Regions from separate parts of the Mus musculus genome. Here region 1 is linked to region 2. The links are chromatin contacts, called in public Hi-C maps. All regions are on one chromosome and are shown on one strand. Each heading gives the region's core, a stretch centred on a gene start, on an enhancer-like site or on the middle of the called end of the contact. The rest is flanking DNA. Distances are from core to core; before and after follow the strand shown.

What was found. Hi-C and Micro-C count contacts between places; a contact is called where the count stands out from the background.
Region 1: a contact with region 2 is called in a Hi-C map of muscle stem cells, with 2.3 times the contacts expected there. The contact joins two enhancer-like sites. A contact is called at or near these places in 1 of 15 datasets of contacts at CTCF or cohesin (the NIH/3T3 cell line) and 1 of 484 Hi-C or Micro-C datasets (muscle stem cells).

The regions. Positions count from the first base shown.
Region 1 is chr15:63,398,645-63,405,087 of GRCm38.p6, forward strand. No RefSeq gene overlaps it. Among named protein-coding and RNA genes, the nearest start is that of Gm41335, 45 kb to the left of the region's middle. Within about 2 kb of position 2,252, at least 29 of the 459 cell types and tissues checked have an H3K27ac peak or open chromatin away from gene starts, as enhancers often do. A contact at or near this core is called in muscle stem cells, where this site is marked.
Region 2 is chr15:63,032,831-63,039,224 of GRCm38.p6, forward strand. No RefSeq gene overlaps it. Among named protein-coding and RNA genes, the nearest start is that of Gm41334, 35 kb to the right of the region's middle. Within about 2 kb of position 3,606, at least 20 of the 459 cell types and tissues checked have an H3K27ac peak or open chromatin away from gene starts, as enhancers often do. A contact at or near this core is called in muscle stem cells, where this site is marked.

The DNA of each region.
Region 1 (6,443 bases), core at 1,002-3,501, 360 kb after region 2:
TTCACGGAACTTTGGTCAAGTCAAATAATCCATGTGAGCTTGAGTGTCATGATTTATGAAGTGCTGAGCTGGGTTGAAAAGGGAGAGGGGCCATCTAGCCTAGCAGAAAAACTTCACAGAAAGCAATTTAACAGTGATGGTATTTAAACAAGGTTTTAAAAGATAAATCCAAATTACAAAGCAACAGTAGAACAAGCAGTGACATCAGCACCACTGGTGGCTGATATAAAGGTATGGCATCTTTGACAGGTGTGAAAAGTGTGAAGTTGAGGAGGAAAACAGTGAGCACAGAGGAGTTTCTAGAGATCTGTCAGGATTTAAAGTACATACTGCATTATAAAAACTCTTAAACTTCTTTGGAAGACTGGTAGTTATTGCTTTTCCAGAAAAGAGGGTGTGTATAGGTTTCTATTTCATACATTTGTGTAGCAGGTAAAAGGCAGAAGTCAGCAAGTTATTTAACAAAGGACTGGATAATAAAATATCTTGCATCTTTCAGCCAGTGTAGTTCCCACCACAAGCTCAGCTGTGCCTTTAGGGAAATAGCAAAGACAGTGGATAGATACATTCAAAAGTCAGTTTATAGGAACAGACAGCAGGCAGTGTTTGACCTATGGTCTTCAGTTTGCTAATTCCCGAGGCAAAGTTTCCAGGATGAAGACGATTACCATGTCCAGAAAATATTCAGGAAAACATTTAAGGGTTGGATAGTTGGCTCAATAGTTAAGAGTATTTGCTACTTCTATAGAGCCCCTGGAGATGGCTCACATCACCCACATGGTGGTGACTGTAACTCCAGTTTCAGGAGATCCAACATCCTCTTCTGACCTCTACAGGCACCAGACATCCATATGGCACACATACATGAGGAAAAAACACTCACACATGTAATAAAATAAATTCTAAAAAATAAAATAAAATTAGTCAATTACTTCATTCAATCATTTTCACACCTGCAAGAAAGGCTGAGAAAGACCCTGTTAAAGATGCTTGAGGCTCCGTGGTGGGAAAGAGACACTGTCTTTTTTTCTGGTGGAAGTTACAATATAGTGAATCGAAATAATTGAGAACATTCTTAAGAATGAGTGTTGCAAACCAGAATTCCTGACACACACAGACACATCATCATTGGTGTAATGACTCGATTTGATATTTAAAACGATTGCACTTAAAAGTATTTTTAAGAAACAAAATGTCTAGTACATATTTAATGATCAAATAGAGAACTTAAAGGAACCACAACTTCCAGGCAATAAATCTAGTAAAAAGCCTAAGAGACATGCCAAGGACTATGCCAGGAATTATCTGTCTGATGCTTGTGATACCTAAAAGTGACTATTACTCCCATGTGGAAATCTGACTTTCCTTCCCTTCATATTCCTGCTGAGGCAAAAACTCAGGCAAAATCAGCAAGCAGTGGAGGTTGAAGTTTTATGGTGGGAGACTAAGCAAAGAGTCTACCATGAACCCTTGAGAGTCCCACAGAAAACTAGGGGTGGGCCTGGGAACTGGAATCAGGAATCCCAACTGCTACTTCCTGCTTCCAATCACCCTCCCAGGAGAGCTGCCCCCGCTGTGTCTGAGTGGAAGAAAGGCTGAGAGCATCCCTGAAAAACCAAGTTCTTTTCATAAATTCAGTCTTCTGGGGTGAAACAGCAGAAAACAAACAAAGGAACTGTGGGCTTTAGAAAGTAACATTTCCCTTTCATCAGCTGGAGGGCAGTGGCCAGAGAAAGAGACAGTAAAAGCAGCCACACTGCTTGCTGGCCACAGAAGACGAAGTCCCAATGTGCCTTGAACACTCACCCACCAGCTTAGGAGTTCTGTCATGCTCAGAATAACGTGGTTGTACAACAAGGGCTTCTGTTTCTCCCTAATGAGTTGATTATATCCTGTCAGAAGAGTCATAAGGCCATCAAATGTCAAGTCCATTTTCTCAAACATATTATTTTCATAGCAGCTGGGCCTGACTCACTCTCAAAACAGGGCATCCCATTGTTCCCTTCAACAGATAATGCTGGAGTGAAACTCAATTAAAAGAGAAAGGGAAGGGGCTTAGAGGACACATGATCCCGATTCATGCAAGTTTACAATTTGCTGTTTAGAAGCCAATTCTATTAGGATGGTTTGGTCACTTAGTTCACAATTAGTTCCTAATGCCGGAGGAAATAGACATGGAATGTGTTGTTCACCCCCAGGACTGTTTCTCATAAGGGAGGGAGGGCATGGTGTTAGTCACTGCCTGATGCTAGAAAGAGAAGGCCGGAAGTGAGAGATGTGAGTACTAACTCTAAGCATCCCAAGACAACCCTCTGACTATACCTGGTTTATCACATTCCCCAAAGACACAGATATAATATTAACACTAAACTTTACGAATCAGACAAGCAGAGTATTGGATACTCATATCCCAAATGGTTATGAGCATAGTGATGTATTAGACATACTAATAATTAGATCACAGTTGTTAAAAGAATAAGCAGCCTAAGATACCTATGACATGCTACAGAAAAAGTTCAATGAATGATAATTATTATTTTAATCATGATAACAAAACTGGAAATCAATGAAGAAAATGGCAGCCATGAATCAAGGACTGTGACCAAGACTCTGAAGCAGTGATTCTCAACCTTTCTAATGCTGCAACCTTTTAATGCAGCTCCTTACAGTGTTCTCATGATCCCCAACTATAAAATTATTTTATTGCTACTTCATAACTATAAGTTTGCTATGAATCATAATGAAAATATGTAACATTCAAGATATCTGCCCTGTGAGGGTCACGACCACAGGTTGAGAACCACCACTATAGGAGGCTGTGTGATCAAGAGTCATGAGTTCTGAAGCAAAAACCAAATAGTTGTCTCACATTTATATTAATTAATCTACTATATAGCAAGTTTGGCAACACAGACCGTCCAGTGATGATAAAAGAAAGTACATGTCCTACCTACCACCCAGCTCCTATCACCAAAATTGGTAACTTATCTGATCATTTGTTTTGACTTGTTTTCATTTTTCTGTAAGGTGCCAATACAGCAGGCAGATTTTAAAATATCTCTATGACTCCTAGCCTCTGTGCAACGTTTCTTATCACTGATGCAGTCAAATACTAACACAAGTACCACTGATGAGCGATTTCCATGGATACTGGGAAGATGACCCCAATATAAACAATTGTACCTTGTGTAAGCACAGAGTTTCCTGGAGCTGACATCTGAAAAGAAAGTCAGAGAGTGAAAACATGTTCTGACATACTGATGCTTGTTCGGAACTGAAAATAGATACAGAACAAGGAACAAAGAAGTCCACAGAAGCTGAAGACCTGCAGGAAAACAAGAGCTAGTTAGCAGTCCTATAATGACTAGATCTTACAATGAAATGAAATGTTTCCAACAGAATGGGTTTGGGACAGGATCTTTTGAATGCATCTCAATGTCAAAACCGTGGTGCTCTGTGCAAACTGAGACATGTATGACACAGTACACTTCTGAGCTGAAACGTGAGAATTAATTATTAGGTATTGTTTTAAGCCGCAAATTTTGTCATATATCAATAGAAAGCTATGAATATCTTGAGAGCTGCAAATGACAGAAATTTCATTAAGTTCTCTTGCCTCTGAACAAGACTGAGCTATCTAGCTAAGCCTAAGGACTCACTTACATCCTATGTCAAATATTGGCATGTGTGCACATATGTGCATTTATGCGAATGCGTGTACACACACACACACACACACACACACACACACACATCAGGCTTCTGTTCAAAATAGTTGGATAATTAAGGCAAAAAGTTACATATTTTATTTGAAGTAACTATTTACTTCCCCAATTCACTTTTTCTCAGCCTGTCATTTCTTCAGTGAGTATTCATTGAACAACTATCACGTGCCAGGCTACAAAGATATGACTTAGTTTACCAATGTAATGTTCAATGTTCAATGAGGTAGTAGGCTAGGATGCAGCGACAAAGCAAGCCTAGACCCTTAGACATCAAGGAAGGTTTCTCAGAGTTTGTCCCTTGTAGACGGAAACCTTAAGATTCAACCAGTCACAATAGATTGAAAGAGAAGATTATTTCCAGACAGATATATAATATCTAAACTTATCCAAACTTCTCCTAGAGTTCAGAGACTCTAAGAGTGTGTTCGGCATCCATCTTGCCAAGGAGGAGCGGAGAAGAGACAATGAAGAGGTAAGAAAATGACCTCATTTCTAGAGTAAGATCTTATTAAGGAGTTGAGAATTTTTCCTAAGTTCAGGGAAAACCCTAGAAATCAATAATGACCCCACTGGCCAAACAAACCCTATTTCAACAAACTAATGTCTGAAAAACTTGAAGAATCATTTAAAGAGAAATCTTCAGTGCTGAAGATAACAGATCATTCTTATAAAAATGTCAGTCATGAAGACTGATGGAATGACAGTCATGAAATGATAGGGACAGAGATGTGAGGATTATCAGCTCTGAGTTTTAGGTGTAGAAAGTAAAGAATCCTCAAAGAGATATCACCACCAGGCTTCTGCTATGGAGATGAGATGGGAAGGAATATCAATCAACAATAAGGGGACTGTAGCAGACCATCTGATTAGGGATAGGATGAAGGTGGAAGGTTTGGTACCAGATGTTTGCTTTAGGAATGGTCCTGCAGAGTGAGCTTATACAGCCAAAAGTGACAGCCACTCCTTAGTTTATATTGGACAAACCACTTCACCTCCTATGGAAGCACAGTTGATCAAAGCCCTTGTCATTCTAATCATCATTCTAATTACTACTGCCTTCCTACTGAGCCCTTGCCTATCCCTGCAGACAGACAAATGAGCAGCTCAATGGGTCGATGTTTTCAGAGAAATGAATATAGAAAGACGGAGATTGCAGACCCAATGGGAGATCAACTAGGTATTAAAGAGATTCTTTATTTAATTCATCCCTTAGACCCATTTGTCTAGATTAAATAGTTAATATGCACAACTGTTACTCATATTTGATAATTAAAGTGGGAAGATATATGATAAGAGGAAGCATCAAGCTGGCCACAGAAGGCAGATGAGTTCCTTTCAGCAACATGTGAGGGTTCCATAGCTTTAGTAAAACAATGGAAGGAACATCTTTTATTAGCAGGTCTTAACCTAGGTTTTATTTCTATCGGTCTGTTTATTGGGCAAACATTAATACATGATGCAAGATGCAAGCAATCAAGAATCACACGTGAAAACAGATAGGTGTGTGTGCGTGTGGGTGTGCATGTGTGTGTGTGTGTGTGTGTGTGAGAGAGAGAGAGAGAGGAGAGAGAGAGAGAGAGGAGAGAGAGAGAGAAAGAGAGCAGGAGGCAGTTAGACACAAAACAATGGAGTCTAGAATGGCAAGCTCTGAATTTGCATTCTTGTTACAATGGTTGTTGAACTAGATTTTTGAACTCTGAAATGCTTACATGTTGTTTCTAAACATTAGCCTTTCTGCCTCCTAATGACCAACAGAAAGTGAGCTTGACTGCATCTTTGGAGGTTCCTTGTCTCATAATGTCATGTCAGGGCTCTGTGTGTGTGTGTGTGTGTGTGTGTGTGTGTGTGTGTGTGGTTTATGCATGCATTCTTTTGGGTTCTTTCATTTTGTTTGCTCTTTTATGTACAATTTCAATGTGTTAGCTGTTGTTTTCTATTTTCCTTTTATTTTATTATTTTATTATTTTATATTATCCCTTACATACCAAAGCCTGCTTGGTTTCTAGTGAGAGACAGAAGGGGCAGATCCTGATGGGAGGAAGGTGAGGAATCGCTGGGAGGAGTAGAGGGAGGGGAAAGAGTATCTATTTTCAATAATAAAAAAAATTCAAAATAAAACTTTGGTTGTTTTCTTCTCCCAGTTGAACATGAATATAGAGACCATTGTGTAGTGATTGCCGGGACCCAACATAGAAATACCAAGTAAATCATAGTAGAACACAGCTATAATTAAACGACTGAAAAAAAATCACCCATTTCTTTTTATGTGAGAAAATCCCATAGTTTCTATTCCTTGGCTCCAAATGTATATCTTCACTGTGCCGTTGTAAAAGCCACAAGATGAAAAATGATGAAGCATAATAAGTAAACAAAAGCAAAGGTTCATGATAGTTTTTAGTCAATTCTCATTTGTGTGTTTTTTTTTCCCCTTAACTATTTAAATGGAAATCTCTGGTAATTGTGATGTGTTGCTTGAATGATGAAAATTAGTTCTATAAATGGTCCAATAGCTGATCTATTCAGCTTCATGTTTAGAAGATGAACCCACACCATAATAAGCACATAGCTTAGTACCCCCAGAGTATTGACTACTGGCGAAATCAACTAAGAATTTTGTAGAAAATCAATGTTTCACAGTTTAGTCCCCACCCCACCCAAGGCCTTAGCATGTAAAACTGCAATGAAATAGACCCATGCAGAAGTTTCCATTTGCACCAA
Region 2 (6,394 bases), core at 2,356-4,855:
ATATGTACTCACTGATAAGTCGATATTAGCCCAAAACTTAGGATACCCAAGATATAAGATACAATTTGCTAAACACATGAAACTCAAGAAGAATGAAGACTGAAGTGTGGACACCATGCCTCTTCTTAGAATTGGGAACAAAACACCCATGGAAGGAGTTATAGAGACAAAACTTGGAGCTGTGATGAAAGGATGGACCATCTAGAGACTGCCATATCTAGGGATCCACCCATAATCAGCTTCCAAACGCTGACACCATTGCATACACTAGCAAGAATTTGCTGAAAGGACCCAGATATAGTTGTCTCTTGTGAGACTATGCCAGGGAGTAGCAAACACAGAAGTAGATGCTCACAGTCAGCTAGTGGATAGATCACAGGGCCCCCAATGGAGGAGCTAGAGAAAGTATCCAAGGAGCTAAAGAGATCTGCAACCCTGTAGGTGCAACAACATTATGAACTAACCAGTACCCCGGAGCTCTTGACTCTAGCTGCATATGTATCAAAAGATGGCCTAGTCGGCCATTCCTGGAAAGAGAGGCCCATTGGACATACAAACTTTATATGCCCCAGTACAGGGGAATGCCAGGGCCAAAAAAAAAAAAAAGGGAATGGGTGGGTAGGGAAGTGTGGGGGGGAGGGTATGGGGGACTTTTGGGATAGCATTTCAAATGTAATTGAGGAAAATATGTAATAAAAATTATACAAAAAATTCAGGTGATAGCAGATGCTGGCGAGGATGTGGAGAAAGAGAAACACTCCTCCATTGTTGTTGGGATTGCAAGGTTGTACAACCACTCTGGAAATCAGTCTGGCGGTTCCTCAGAAAATTGGACATGGTACTACAGGAGGATCCCGCAATACCTCTCCTGGGCATATATCCAGAAGAGGTCCCAACCGGTAAGAAGGACACATGCTCCAGTATGTTCATAGCAGCCTTATTTATAATAGCCAGAAGCTGGAAACAACCCAGATGCCCCTCAACAGAGGAATGGATATAGAAAATGTGGTACATTTACACAATGGAGTACTACTCAGCAATTAAAAAGAATGAATTTATGAAATTCCTAGCTAAATGGATGGACCTGGAGAGCATCATTCTGTGTGAGGTAACCCAATCACAAAGGAACTCACATAATATGTACTCACTGATAAGTGGATATTAGCCCAGAAACTTAGAAGACCCAATATATTAGATACAATTTGCTAAACACATGAAACTCAGGAAGAATGAAGACCAAAGTGTGGACACTTTGCCCCTTCTTAGAATTGGGAACAAAACACCCATAGAAGGAGTTACAGAGACAAAACTTGGAGCTGTGACGAAAGGATGAACCATCTAGAGACTGCCATATCCGGGGATACATCCCATAATCAGCTTCCAAACGCTGACACCATTGCACACACTAGCAAGATTTTGCTGAAAGGACCTAGATAGAGCTCTCTCTTGTGAGACTATGCCGGGGCCTAGCAAACACAGAAGTGGATGCTCACAGTCATCTATTGGATGGATCACAGGGCCCCCAGTGGAGGAGCTAGAGAAAGTACCCAAGGAGCTAAAGGGATCTGCAACCCTATAGGTGAAACGACATTATGAACTAACCAGTACCCCAGAGCTCTTGACTCTAGCTGCATATGTATCAAAAGATGGCCTAGTCAGCCATCACTGGAAAGAGAGGCCCATTGGACTTGCAAACTTTATATGCCCCAGTACAGGGGAATGCCAGGGCCAAAAAGTGGGAGTTGGTGGGTAGGGGGTTGGGGAGGAATTTTGGGATAGCATTGGAAATGTAAATGAGGAAAATACCTAATAAAAATACTTTTTAAAAAATGACATTTACTTACCATTTACTATACACTAAATTCTGCTCCATCTACAATCTCTCATCAACTATTTTCAGTAAGCCTGTAAGATGAAATCTATTTGCACATGGTTTCTTCCTTCAAATGTAAAACCTGACTAGGATTAACCAAATGTCTTTCTGCATTCAGAGGTAACTTCTCAAAACAGCTTCTTGCTCTCTAGATTTGTGAGCAACTTTTAGTTTCAGAATATCCCTTCTGTCAGAAAAGGAAAGAATTGTCTTGCCTCTAGTAAATGGAGTATCAGGGAGACTGATGGCCTAGCAGTTAGAACCACAAACTACTCTCCAGTTCCCAGCACTCATAATCACCTATAACTCCAGTTTCATGGACTCCAGTTCCTTCTTCTGGTCTCCATGGGCACTGCACTTATATGCTCATATCGACATAAGGACAGCTGTATATACATAATTTAAAATAAAAATAAATTTAGAAACAAAGTGTAAGCTTTCAAACTTAATCCCACCTGGCTGCAAACTTGTGCCTAGTTTACATTTTAACACATCCTTTATTTGAGCATGGTCACTGTGAAAACAAACAATAACAAAAAATCATGTCCTCTTTTTCCCAACAAAACGTTAGACCCTTAAAATGGGAATTTCTGCTCACCCTCAAATATAAAGCTTTACATCTGATAAACTCATTTGTAGAAAAAAATTAGAGGTTTGTTAAAGGTTGCTTTGTGATCTCTCCTGAGAACATTCTATCAGATCTGCCTATCTGAAGATCCTACATTCCTCCCTGACTGAGCTGACCAGTATAGGCTGTAGTCCCATAGCAACTGTGCCTAAGTAGACTGGCCAGTTTAGGGCAGCATAGAGGGATGAGAAAGTTTATAATTCTTATCCTTTCAAATTGTATGCTCTAATCTTATTTTTAGTAGCAAGATTTTATCTTCTTCTGTTGTTGTTGCTGTTGTTGTTGTTGTTGTTGGTGGTGGTGGTGGTGGTGTGTTTGACCAGGTTGAAGATAGAAGGAAAAGAAAATACTATGTATAAAGTAAAGACTCCTGGAGTAAATTAAATGATTTAGAGAATTTATCCTCCAAATACATACAATGTTAATCTTTGAATTTTTTTTTTGAGCCAGTAAGGAGCTTATTTTTAAAACCCATGTCTCCCTTTCTAATTGGTTCAGATCAACAATCACTTCTACCTTGCAATTGCGCTGAGACAACTGAGAAAAGTATTAGTTTTTTAGATTGGCCAAGAGGTAACACTATTGACAACAATTTGGTCCCAGTTTAAAAAAAAATGCAATAGTTGCAGATTGTTTATTATGGAAGTATCATCTGAGATCAAAAGGGTTGTTGTTGTTGTTGCTGTTGGTTATTAGTTTGTTTTTCACTCATGGGGTCAATATTTAATCAACAATGGCCTGAATTTTGATCTATTTCTCTGTGCCATCAAAGCTGGGAACATAAAAAAGAAAGCATCAGGGATTGGATGAGGTGTCCCATGAAGCTACCATCACTCATTTTAATTTCCATGAAAAAGGCTGATTTCCTTTGAGCCCAACATAATTCCTTGTAGGGTCCATGAGCCTGAACAACTGTGCGTGAGCATGCCACTGCAGTCATCCATCTGGCCCAGAAGAAGATGAGGAGCAAGTGAAATTAGACTATGCCTCTCTGGTTTCCCCTAAGAGCTGCCAATGAATGAGAGCATCAGCTGCACCATATTGGGTGAGTCAAGCCTCTTTTCCTTCACTTAGCACTCTGCATGCAGCCTGCAAGGCACATCCTGTGAATAGGAATGACTCAGTCTTAACAGGTGTCCATTGGCCTTGCCAACCAACCGCCTGTTGCAATAGAGTGCTGCAGCGGCACATTCTCGGTAGCATACAAAAATTGATAAATAGCAGGCTTGTGCCTCCTCAAACAGGGAAGGGCTTGGGTCGGACGCAGGTGCAGAGACTAGATACGAATGCCTAAATGCACCCTGACAACCCCAGGAGGATGTCCTAGCAACTGGCATATCAGCAGCCTGTTGGTTTCCATTTGGTAGTTCTCTTCGATGAGATATTTGAGTTCACTAAGTCCTGTCAGTGAAACGAGTTACAGAATCACATCATGAATGTCCCAGGTTTTAACTTTGCAGGATGTTTTCAAATAGAGAAGCCTGTATTTATTAAACTGTGGGCAAAATTTTACGACACACAAGTGTTGGTGCTGAATATGCCATGTGGATAAGACGAAGCTCAGGGAGTGGGTTCTCAAAGCCACATCATTCCTTAGAGAAGAATCAGTGCAGAATCCAGGTTCATAACTTCCCTTCAGTATGCTTTTAATAATATTCTTTACTGCTAAAATATGGGTTAATATGAATTCCTTAGACCTTTTTAGGAACTCCTGACTGAAATGCTGAATTACCAGGTCTTTGAATTCTTAGAAGATAGTCTTTGTATTCTTGTATCTCTTGCCTTGCCTTTTTTTTTTAACTTCCATCTTACCACTTTTAAAGTTTAAAGTGTTTGTCCTTAGCATTGTAGTCAAGAAGGAAAAGTGATGTAAAAAAAAAAAAAGCACTTCTTTATCACGTGTGCATGTGTGTGTGTGTGTGTGTGTGTGTGTGTGTGTGTGTGTGTGTGTCTGTGTGTGTCTGTGTGTTGCCCTGGAAGTTATACACAGTCCTTCTTCTGTAGCACGTATTCACATAATCACATCTATCTATTGGGCAGACTTAGAATTTACTTCTCTGCACAGATAATGTTTGGGACTTTTATAATGGGAAGAGTTTGAAACACTAAGTTTCAGTAGATAAGTAGTGGTAGCATCCATCAATGTCTGTGCAGTATCTGTGAAATAAAATAGAAAATAAAATGCTACGAATCACAAATAAGAACTGATCATATAAAAAATTTTAAGAGCAAGTAAAAACAAAGTTTATTTTGCCTGAGTACTTTTAAGGGATGATGCTATGAAATGAGTCACATACACATTTTTATCCTAACATTCAAAAACCCAGTAAAAAAGTTATTATTTTCACAAAACTTTATAAGTTAAAAAGCTAAGATATAAGAAAATTGAGATCATTGCCTAATTTCTCCCATTAAAACAATACAGGTTGTGATTCATTTCAAAGTCATCAGAGCCCCTAATTCTACAGTGATTAACTATGACTTTCATTAGGTATTTTAGTGTCCATTTTTAGCCTTTTCTTGTTGAGACTCAATGTGAAATCTCTTTTACAGATCTTACAAGAGCTGAGGAGACATGTTTGGGTTCACACAAATGAGTGACCAAAAGGAGGCTTTCCCTAGTTGCTTACCCTGATGTGATAGAATGTATAGGTTCACTCATTAACAACCTGAGCATCAATTTACAAAATCAGCACAATACTTGAGAAAAAGAACAGTACAGTGTCTGTACACATCCTTTGCTGGTCATTTCTAAGTACAGTGATGGCTGTTACCACCTCCATTGAATCTGAACAGAGCTCAATGGACAAATCAATATGCTGCTGACAAGCCCGAAGCAATCATTTGCTTTTCATGTGATTGATTATTCAGTGATGAAACCATGAAGGGTCTGTCTGATCGACCCTATAGAATCAGGCAAAAGGGTATTCTCTGAGATCACCTAAGCATTTTAACCTCATGCAAAGCATGGCTTAACTACATTAGGAGAACATAAGCAACTGCAGCTTAGGGGTGCAAAGGAATCTGGGCATTTTTATAAGAAGACCTTTTAATCAACACCAAGCTATTACATGTCAGTGATTTCTGTATTTTAAGACTTAAGAAGTGTGGCTTTGACTATACTTTCTGCTCTTGATGGTGGCCATAGATATAAAAATATGAAAAATATTGAAAACATAGACAAAATTCTATATTTATTATTTTGTGACTGTGGGCAAATGTGCTTGCCTTGATATTAGGATACCCCTGTGTAAGTCAGGTCACATTTGTGCTCATGCATGCTTAAGAGATGATTAAAGGACAGTTTGATCCGAAGGGAAAGTAGAATACATTATAAAGTTATTGCGTATTAAAAGAAGAAAGAAGAAGAAAATTTCTCACATAACTGGGTTGTGACTTGTATATTTCACTTTATGTAATATTTCTGGTTGTTATACAAAAAAGGCCATAAATTCAATCATACAGACATGGAATTTTAGAAGCATTGCCCAGTTTCTCATACATTGCATAAGTTAATATTGTTTTTAAAGGTCTTCCCAGAGCCAGAATAGAGTCTCTGTTTTGGATAAATTAGGAAAGGTAACTGAGCAAGGAAATTACATTTTTAAGCCAAAGAGATTAATAAATGCTACAAAACATAAAGAAATGAATGATATACATATAAATGAAACAGTATATCATTGAGATGTTAAATATATTCAAGTTGGTTACCATTTTAAAATATTTATAAGTTACATGTGTGATAGTTTGGTGCATGAATATGGCCATAAATGAGACCATATTACAGAAGACAACATTTAGCTGATGAAGTTTTCAAATAGGATATTTGTCAACATAGCTTACAGTTATGTAATATACCAATTATACGTTAGTCTATGCACTTTGTTAAAACA